3 separate regions of the Rattus norvegicus genome follow, and all the other regions are linked to region 1. Evidence: chromatin contacts called from public Hi-C data. All regions are on one chromosome and are shown on one strand. Each heading gives the region's core, a stretch centred on a gene start, on an enhancer-like site or on the middle of the called end of the contact. The rest is flanking DNA. Distances are from core to core; before and after follow the strand shown. Region 1 holds the start of Sox9 (SRY-box transcription factor 9). Region 2 overlaps LOC102547123 (a long non-coding RNA gene). Region 3 has its middle 200 kb from the start of Sox9.

The links. Hi-C and Micro-C count contacts between places; a contact is called where the count stands out from the background.
Region 2: a Hi-C map of mammary epithelial cells shows a contact between it and region 1, with 4 times the contacts expected there. The contact joins the enhancer-like site here to the promoter of Sox9 in region 1. A contact is called at or near these places in 2 of 12 Hi-C or Micro-C datasets (Schwann cells and mammary epithelial cells).
Region 3: a Hi-C map of Schwann cells shows a contact between it and region 1, with 11 times the contacts expected there. The contact joins the enhancer-like site here to the promoter of Sox9 in region 1. A contact is called at or near these places in 4 of 12 Hi-C or Micro-C datasets (the A7r5 cell line, Schwann cells, hepatocytes and 1 more).

Annotation. Positions count from the first base shown.
Region 1 is chr10:98,303,925-98,307,101 of GRCr8, forward strand. It overlaps Sox9 (SRY-box transcription factor 9), which reads left to right and starts at 1,820. Exons shown (of 3, transcript NM_080403.2): 1 at 1,820-2,563. The coding sequence starts at 2,133.
Region 2 is chr10:98,136,427-98,139,312 of GRCr8, forward strand. It overlaps LOC102547123 (a long non-coding RNA gene), which reads left to right. Exons shown (of 5, transcript XR_357964.5): 4 at 929-1,051. Among named protein-coding and RNA genes, the nearest start is that of Sox9, 170 kb to the right of the region's middle. Within about 2 kb of position 1,560, at least 12 of the 93 cell types and tissues checked have an H3K27ac peak or open chromatin away from gene starts, as enhancers often do. A contact at or near this core is called in Schwann cells, where this site is marked.
Region 3 is chr10:98,103,669-98,106,709 of GRCr8, forward strand. No RefSeq gene overlaps it. Among named protein-coding and RNA genes, the nearest start is that of Sox9, 200 kb to the right of the region's middle. Within about 2 kb of position 1,508, at least 5 of the 93 cell types and tissues checked have an H3K27ac peak or open chromatin away from gene starts, as enhancers often do. A contact at or near this core is called in the A7r5 cell line and Schwann cells, where this site is marked.

The DNA.
Region 1 (3,177 bases), core at 570-3,069:
AGATATATTTTCTTACACATTGTGAGATACGAATAGATGGCTATTGTCTGTACGTCTCTTAAGCTCGTAAACAGACTATAGGGTGGTAGTGACACAATGCGAGTAACATTCGTTTGAAAAGAAACCCGACCGAACCGAGTCGTAGCTTACTGTTTTCCCGAGTTCCTTTCCCTAAATAACAAATGTCCACTTCGGAAGAAAACGAAGGGGAACGAGCTTTTCAAAAGCACCCCGAAGAAAAAATTCGTTTATATCTAAGTGTCCACACTTAGCAAATTGGAGGGTAGGAACCTGTCTTCGCTAGAACACAGGCCGGTTCACTTTATCAATAATTTAATAAGTCCAAAGCGAAGTTTTGCAAGAATCAGAAAGGGGTGCTTAAATGAATTTGTTTATCTTTTTTTTTTTACACCGTTGTGAGTTTGTTTGTGGTTCCGAGGGCATGTCGCCCGATGGCAACTAAGATTTTTTTATTCGTTCCAGAAAAGATAATTCCTCCCTTATCCAACTTTGCTCTAAGAGTTTGAATAAACACGGATCTTCGGCTCCAAGCACTCTTAAAGTACAACGGACACCTACGTGGCCTCCCCCAGAACGCCCACCTGTGTGCAGGTCTAAAAGGACGCGACTAAAGTTCAGACGCCTAGCGCTTCGCCTTCCCAGGTTATCTGGTAAAGGAAGGCCCAAGCGAGGGAGTCACAAGGCTCCGCCAAAGTGGCCCGTTTTGTCTGGAGTCTCCAGTCCAAGTCAAGGGCCTTCTCGGCCTCACCGTCCTGCGCTGCCACCTTTGCAAACTTCACTCTCAACACCGGAGCAGTTTTTGCAAACTCCAGTAGCGAACCTGATGGTGTTTGTGACTCAGCCAGGAGGCTAGAAACAAAACTCTAAAGTAATAATCCTGACTCCAAGGGGCGTCAGAGTGCTGGAGGGGCCGGGGAAGGACTTGTCAGTTCAAGGTCGGCGTGGCCCAAGGGACCGGCCGCTAGAGCCCGGGACTGCGCGGTCCCCGCCGCCAGCTTTCGCCGGTGCTTGGCTTTGGTTTTCATTGATTCCCACTGCGAGAGCGCAGCAGAATCTCCAGCCACCACCACACCGGCCTCGGTGAACCAGAGCGCGTTAATCTATTTATATGGATTATTACAGAGAACAGCGGGCGTTGAGTCACCCAAACATTTGCTTCCAAAAGACAATTTCTAAGCACTTTTTGGGAAGCCGGCAGACTCCAGGCGCAGAAGCTGAGCTCCGCTTTGACGAGCAGCTGTTGCAATTTCCATTGCTGTAAACGCCAGCAAAGTCCCGGGTACCACGGAGACAGCATCGAAAAAGTAGTGGACTGTGGTGGGGGGGGGGGCGGGAGGGATAGTGGGAGGGGGGTCCTAGTCTAGACATGCGCGCGTACACACACACACACACACACACACACACACACACACACACACACACACAAGGAGACCGTTCCAAAACTGTGACATTCGGAGAGTAGAGAGCAAACTTACACACTCGGACGTCCCGGGTCCCCCGCCTGCCCCGCGCCCCCCCCCCCAAGTCCCCTCACCCCACCATCCCCATCCACCCTCCGGCTGAGCTTCCCTCCCCTCTCCTCCCCTCGAGTCTCGTCACCCAACCCGGAGCCACAATCCTCCCCCCACCCTTTCAAAATCCGGTCCAATCAGCGACTTGCCAACCCTGATGACTGCCGAGCCGTGATTGGTCCGAGGTCTCTAAGGTGAAGGGGGAGTATTTATTAAAGAGACTCTGGGCTGGGAGCCGGAGAGCTGAGAGCGTTGCTCGGAACTGTCTGGAAACTTCAGTGGGAGCGACAACTTTACCAGTTTCGGTCCAGGAACTTTTCTTTGCAAAAGAGACGGGGTGCAAGTAGCCCTGGTTTCGTTCTCTGTTTTCCCTCCCTCCTCCTCCGCTCCGATTCGCCTTCCCCGGGTTTGGAGCGGGCAACTGAGCACTGGCCACCCAGCGCCTCTGCTAAGTGCTCGCCGCCGCAGCCGGGTGACGCGCCAACCTCCCCGGGAGCCGTTCGCTCGGCGTCCGCGTCCGGGCAGCTGAGGGAAGAGGAGCCCCAGCAGCCGCGGCTTCTCTCCTTTCCCGGCCACCCGCCCCCTGCCCCGGGCTCGCGTATGAATCTCCTGGACCCCTTCATGAAGATGACCGACGAGCAGGAGAAGGGCTTGTCTGGCGCCCCCAGCCCCACCATGTCGGAGGACTCGGCTGGTTCGCCCTGCCCCTCGGGCTCAGGCTCCGACACGGAGAACACACGGCCCCAGGAGAACACGTTCCCCAAGGGCGAGCCGGATCTGAAGAAGGAGAGCGAGGAAGATAAATTCCCAGTGTGCATCCGCGAGGCGGTCAGCCAGGTGCTGAAGGGCTACGACTGGACCCTGGTGCCCATGCCGGTGCGCGTCAACGGCTCCAGCAAGAACAAGCCACACGTCAAGCGGCCCATGAACGCCTTCATGGTGTGGGCGCAGGCTGCGCGCAGGAAGCTGGCAGACCAGTACCCGCATCTGCACAACGCGGAGCTCAGCAAGACTCTGGGCAAGCTCTGGAGGTGAGCGCGCGGGCTGCCACGGAGGGCTCAGTGGCTACCCGGGACGCGGGCTGCACTTACCGACCCCGCCCCGCCTCCCTGAGTTGTGCATCCTGGGGTCTTCGGTCCAGGATGCAGGGCGGGGAGGGCGGGGAGGGCAGGGAGGGCTGGGGGGGGGGGGACGCAGCTCAAAGTTTGAGAAAGTTCTTGGGATTGCTCTTAGCGATGGCGGGGAGTTGGGGGGTGCGCGGTGGAGAGTGGCGTGAATGTAGGAATGTAGTGGGGAGTGAGGGGGTGTGCCACCCCGGTCCTCCTTGAAAGGAACAATTAGAGGAAGCAAGCCCACCTCCCCCCCCCCCCCGGCCAACTGCGCTCTTTCCTGGGAAGACCGAGTGAAGGGAAAGTGTAACTGAGACCGGAGTAGACCCAGGCAAGAATTGGGGAAAGCTACTGAGAACTGGTAGGGGCGTGGATCGACAGAGCGAGCTTCTTGCAATTTAAGTGGGTTTTCGGAAAGTTTTTACTGCGTGTTGGGAGGGGTGGACCGCTCCGGTAGCAAAGGCGTTTAGAGCAGCCTCAGCAGGGAGCTATTTTCGTCTACTGGGCTTCCAAAATAGGAGGCCCGGGAGGGGGCG
Region 2 (2,886 bases), core at 310-2,809, 170 kb before region 1:
ACACACACACACACACACACACACACACACACCACACACAGGTCTTTTTTAAAATATGAAAGGTGAGACCAGCAAGCAAGATAGCCAGACCTACATGTACTACTGTTTTAAAGGCCATCTTTGATCTTCTGGAAAGTTCTATTTGATTCTGGGTTTTTTTTCTTGTATACTACAAGTGTGTACAGAGTTTCCCAAATGGTAGAGGTAGTCTATCCTAAGAATCGAGAACACTTTTAATAACTGGACTTTTTAGGCCAGATTTTTTTTTAAGATCTTTGAAATAATAACTAGGCTTGTCTGCCAGTTTTTCCAGAATCACAAATTTAGGGGTCTGCCGTATCCCAGGTCTTGAGCTATGGTGAGGATCAAGCTTTCTTAAGCTTCTGCAGGCCTTATTATTTCTCTCCTTCTGAATCTGCTGATTATAAATTCTTCTGATATTCCACCACCCCGTTCTTTTTCCCAGGGCCTTAAAATTTGGAGAAGAAACATGAAGTGACAAAGTTCACCATTGTTTGACCAGCCTTCCTGGACCACACTGATTTTGGTCAGCATTGTCTATGCTTGTGTACATGTTCACATGATTACATGCATAATATATATATATATATATATATATATATATATATATATATATATATATATATGCACCAACCAGAAGGCCAGTAACTTTCTGCATTTTGGGTTTTTTTAAAAGAATTTTTAAATTTCGTGTGGGTGGTTTGCCTACATGTGTATCTGTGTGCCACACATATGCCTGCCTGGTGGCCTTCACAAGAGGACATGAGATCCCCTGGAACTGGGGCCACGGATAGTTGTGAGTGCCCTTGTGGGTGCTGTAATTCCTCTGGAAGATCAGCCGGTACCCATGCTGAGTCATCTTTTACAGTACTCTACCTTATTGTTTCTGCAACTGTGTCACCCACAGAGTGTGAAAATGCTCAGCTGGCTGGGCTGGCCGGCCAATGAAATGCAAAGATGGGCCTGTATCAGCCCAACAGGAGAGTTGGAGTGTCTTATGTGCCTGAAGTCGGCTTCTGCATCTTGCTCTGTAAGTGCTGCTCGATTCTCTGAACTTGTTCCCAACCCCCCAGCATTGTTAGCTTCATGATCAGAAAGCACCGCCACCCCACCCCCATTTCTCCCTTCTATCTATCCTGATTCGGTAGCTGAGCCTAGAAGAGTCCTAGGCAGGTTAACATGCATGCTGGAGGGGTGTCAGGGTTTTACTGGGGCTGAGAGATGGTCGCCAGCAGACTAACAAGGCGGGAAGAGAGGCAGGAAGAATCCTGGAGGCGAAGTCTGACCCCTTTTTGAAAAATGACTGGTCTAAGGCTTCACACTTGAACTCCGGGTTTTATAGTTCTATAAAAGGCAGCTGACAAAAGAGAACCCGTTTTGGGAGGGTCCAGCTGGCGGGGTCTGAGCCCGGGCGGAGCTGCCTCAACCTTGGAAGGGGCCACAGTTGCTTTTTTCATCCGTGAGGTCAGAGCGGATGGGATTCCCACTCCTTCTGGAGCCTGGGAGAGCAGACAGCCCCAGCCGAGCCTGGCGAATGCCAGCAACAACTAGGCGCTGCCTTCCTGGCTCCACAGCGGGAGCCTTTCCTCCACGGAGACTCTGTGCAATGCTTGGAAGGGAAGCTAGCCCAGCCTTTGCTGCTGTCTGCCCGGCTGGGGAGCCTGCTCGCCCTTTCTTTGGCTGCCCTGCACCCCACACCCTGCTCAGCCCACGCAGCTGCCACCCTCAGCCCCCCACTTCGAGACTGGGGGAAGGGCTGCAGTGTTGCAGTGTCTGACTCACAGGCAGACACCTCCCTTACCCCTGGACTGTAGAATTGCCCCCAAAATGAAAATGTGTTTTTGGACTCAACAGTTATTTTCCATTTAGTTTCTTTTTTTTAATTTTCTATTATTTATTTATTTATTTATTTATTTATTTTCTATTTATTTATTTATTTATTTTGCTTTTGCTTATTCACTTCAGACCAGTCTACTACATTGGCCTCAACTGCACAGTTTCTGTGTGGACAAAGCTACTAGCGCTCCAAGCCCTGGGGGTTTGGCGTGAAGCAACTTCTGCTCACTCAGCCCTGACTCAGAGGAGGTACCTTCTTCCTGGCCAGAATCAGGGCTGCTCAGCTTCAGGGAGAGGCCAGAGAGAGAGAGAGAGAGAGAGAGAGAGAGAGAGAGAGAGAGAGAGAGAGAGAGAGAGATGGAAGGGAGCCCAGGAGGGCAGAGGCAGAAGCAGGCGCCTCAGAAGGGAGGGCTTGCTTCAAGGAAGACTTGCTTAGGGGAAGATCTGAAAAGGTTTCAGAAGCCCTTGGCTCTGGCCAGCAAGCAGTTCACATCTACCACTGATTGCCTGCCTTGCTCCTTCCTGCCTTTGGCCTGGCTGCAAGGCCAAGAGAACAAGGCTGGAGCGAAACCCCAGGGAAAGTCTGCTGAGTGGCCCCAAGTCTCCAAATCATCCATTATCATCAATCAGGATCAGTCTACACAATGTGAACACACTATGTGTCTTCGTGCTATCCTGTGACGCATTCCCTCAGCCCTCATTCAGGCATTCTATTACCAGACGCTATTTTCGCAGCCTACTATACACAGAGGAGGACCTACTGAATGGCAGAGAGACCTGTGCTGAGCCTGGAACAGCTGCTGCTCTGTGGATTTGCCTTGGAGAACACAACTCCTAACAGAGCTGCCCTGACAGAGAAGGAGTTCCGAAGCTGGCCATTCTTCTAGATCACAAGAAGCCGGGCATCAGGGATGGGCCTCAGGGATGGACCTCTAGCAGCAATGGCCTGTGTTTGTAATGCATTTGATTTCCTTCAGCACTGTCTGGCTCTCTCTCCTGAGAGTCCACATTGGAGAACCACGTCAAAAA
Region 3 (3,041 bases), core at 258-2,757, 200 kb before region 1:
GACTCCTACCTTCAAAGCTTCTCCGTAGAGCAAGTGCCCACCAGAATCCTGGATTACTGCATACAGTATATTTATCTGGTGAAATACGAGCTGTGGGTCCAAGGAGCGATGCTTTGCCACAGACACCCTATCCATCTGCTCAAAATAAGCAAGCTCAGAAAAGGAAAGTCAAAGGGAAACTTAAATTTGGATGCATGGGGAAGATTAACGAGAGGTTAAGGGCTGAACTGCCGAGGTTTTATAGACTTGAAATTGAATCCGGTAAAGGGTCCGGGCAAATGCATCTTGTTCTTGTCACTTGAAGACCGAAGCTGCCATCCACATGGAGACCAGGCACAACCCACAGAGTTGTGCCTTGGATTGGAAAGGTCACATACCTATGACCTTCATATTTCTGGACAAAGTGATTCTCCAAGTCAGTCAGCTTCCTTAAGGAAGCTTGTACCATCCTGTGGTTCTATGTAACCGCCCTCGACCTTAACTGGAAATAGATTAATAACAACTACGTTATATAGTAACAATGTGCCACTTACCTTCAGTTACTTCATCAAACAGTGTATCAAGACTGGGCTGAGTCAATACACCACAGAGTACATGGATAACTCAGCTGGTTCTCACTGCTGCCTTGAGCTTTGCCCTAAAAACAGTTGTTCATTTTGTTGGGGGGGGGGGATCACATCTGCTGAGAAAATGCAGTCAGTGAGAGTTGGAGGTAGGAAGGAGACGTTTGATTTGGAACGACTATGAGAAACAGACCCTGGTAGAAGGAACAGGTTGCTGAGGAAGAAGGCTACTGGGGGTTGGTGGGCTATGAGGGATCTGATCCTCTGAGCCTGCCTCCTGTTTCGGGATGTAAAGTCACCTTGCTTCAGCAAAGGTCATAATCACAACATTGTAAACTCATAAACACAACCTTCTGATTATATTTGCACAAACTAGGGAATTGCCTCTAAAGAGTTCATGCCTGTAGACAGTCTCTTTTGAATTGGGATTCATAGAGACAGACAGCATAAGTCACCACCAATTAAAAAAAAATGTTTTTTGAATCAGTAACAATTCTACAAGAACATCATCCAAATCAAATAAGCCCGTGGGGGGGGGGGGTTCCACCGCTGACCTTGAATCACAAATTATATTTCTTCTCCCACACACCAAGACTTCCCCCATGCAGTCCCGGGGACGACGCTAAAGTGTCAGCTTCAATATTAAAATTTAATTTTACATTTCCTCAGGCGGATCACTGATTCCAAGGTTCAGCTTGCCTGAATGTTCTGCGGTCGGGTGGATTTTAGTGGTCTTTAGGAGAGATTGCCTCAAACGCAGAAGTCTCTCCCTACAAGACCAGAAATATTTTCAGAGGAAAGTGAAACTCCCTCTTGCTCTACAATTTAGCCATCGAGAATTTCAAATCACTCAAAACATATTTTGCTATCAAAATGGTGCCAGGTCCCAGGCATGGGAGATGACTACCCTAGCTTTACACAGGATGCATCACCAGCCAAGTATTTATCGAGTTCTTGAGTCAGACAGAGCCATGTGTAAAGAGAGTTAGAGAAAGCAAGAAGTCAGCTCCCTGCCCTCAGGGCACTTACAATGTAATCAGAAGTCCTTTGTTCTCCTGGTTCTCCTCCTCCTCCTCCTCCTCCTCCTCCTCCTCCTCCTCCTCCTCCTCCTCCTCCTCCTCCTCCTCCTCCTTCCCCCTCCTCCTCCTCCTTCTTCTCCCCTTCCTCCTCTTCATCCTTTTCCTTCTTCCTTTCTCCTCTTCCCTCCCCTTCTTACCCCTTCCCCTTCTCCCCCTCTTACTCCTTCCCCTCCTCCCTATCCTCTTCCCTTTCCTGTCGTTTCCGCATTCATCACTATCACCACCACCACCACCACCACCACCACCACCACCACCACCACCACCATCATCATCATTTAGCTACCCTGGGCATCCAATTGTAGAAAAAGATTAAAAATACACAAACAAACAAAAATCTAAACAATATGATAGATCACCTCTCGTCAGTTTTGTACAATGACCTTAATCATCAAACCCTGGGATTTACTACAGCAGTGCAGCTTTTTCCCAGAAAGTTTCCTCACACACGGTAGGGGTCACGGATCTATATGGAAAGCCTATGAGCCGTGAGTGCTGCTGAGAACAGTAAGTGAAGCTGAAGAGAGGGAAATGTCTGAGCAGCTCATTAGGTCTGAATAGAGGACCGGGACAGGGAGTGGCCGGAGCCAGAGGAAGAGGGCTGACTCCAAACGGGCTAAGTAACAGATGCGAGGGCACGGAGTCCCAAGTAGCCAGGTGGGAGCTGCGGTTGCTCAGGCGACTGGGGCGCAGCTCTCTTTGCTTTGGCGGAGATAAGACTGTGCGGCTCTGCATTCGTCCTGAACTCTCTAGCATAGGAAACAGAAAAAGTTTTGTCCCCTTCGGAGAGCGTCCCATTTTCCACTCAGGCCCCATTTGCGTGCCACAGCACTGACTCTGCGATCTTCCCTCAATGGGCGCTTATGTTCTCGCCAGGAAGGTCAGCCTTGCTAAATGTTATGGTTTGGAATGGTCCGGCGCAAGGATGGAAACCCGAGTTAATTCAATTAAGGCCCGGGGTCCTGGGCTTTGAACCAGCCACAGTCTTGATTTTATGAGAGGATGAAAAGTTAATTATTTGCTCAGTTTGAATGAGGTCGACTTTGAAAAACTCAAAAAGAGAAGTTTTCACGTCAGCTTTCCTGTGGAAAATCAAGGCAGGTTGAACCCGGGTCACAGGAGAACCTTGGGAACTGAGTCTGCCTGCCTTTGGGGTCCAGAATCCTCTCCTTTATCTGTCTCCCCACATGTTTATCTGCGTGGCTACTTAGAAATGTAAATAAGAAAATACGAGCTGAATTTTGTAAGGCAAGGTTTTAGGGTGCTTTCTAAAGAGATGTCTTAATAGTTCGTTCAGTGGGTTTACCCCATTTCGACTGCCGGTTTCATTGCCATTTTAGCGCTAATAACTGCTTACCTTTAACATTTTACATTGAAAGTGTATACATCTATATATGTCTGG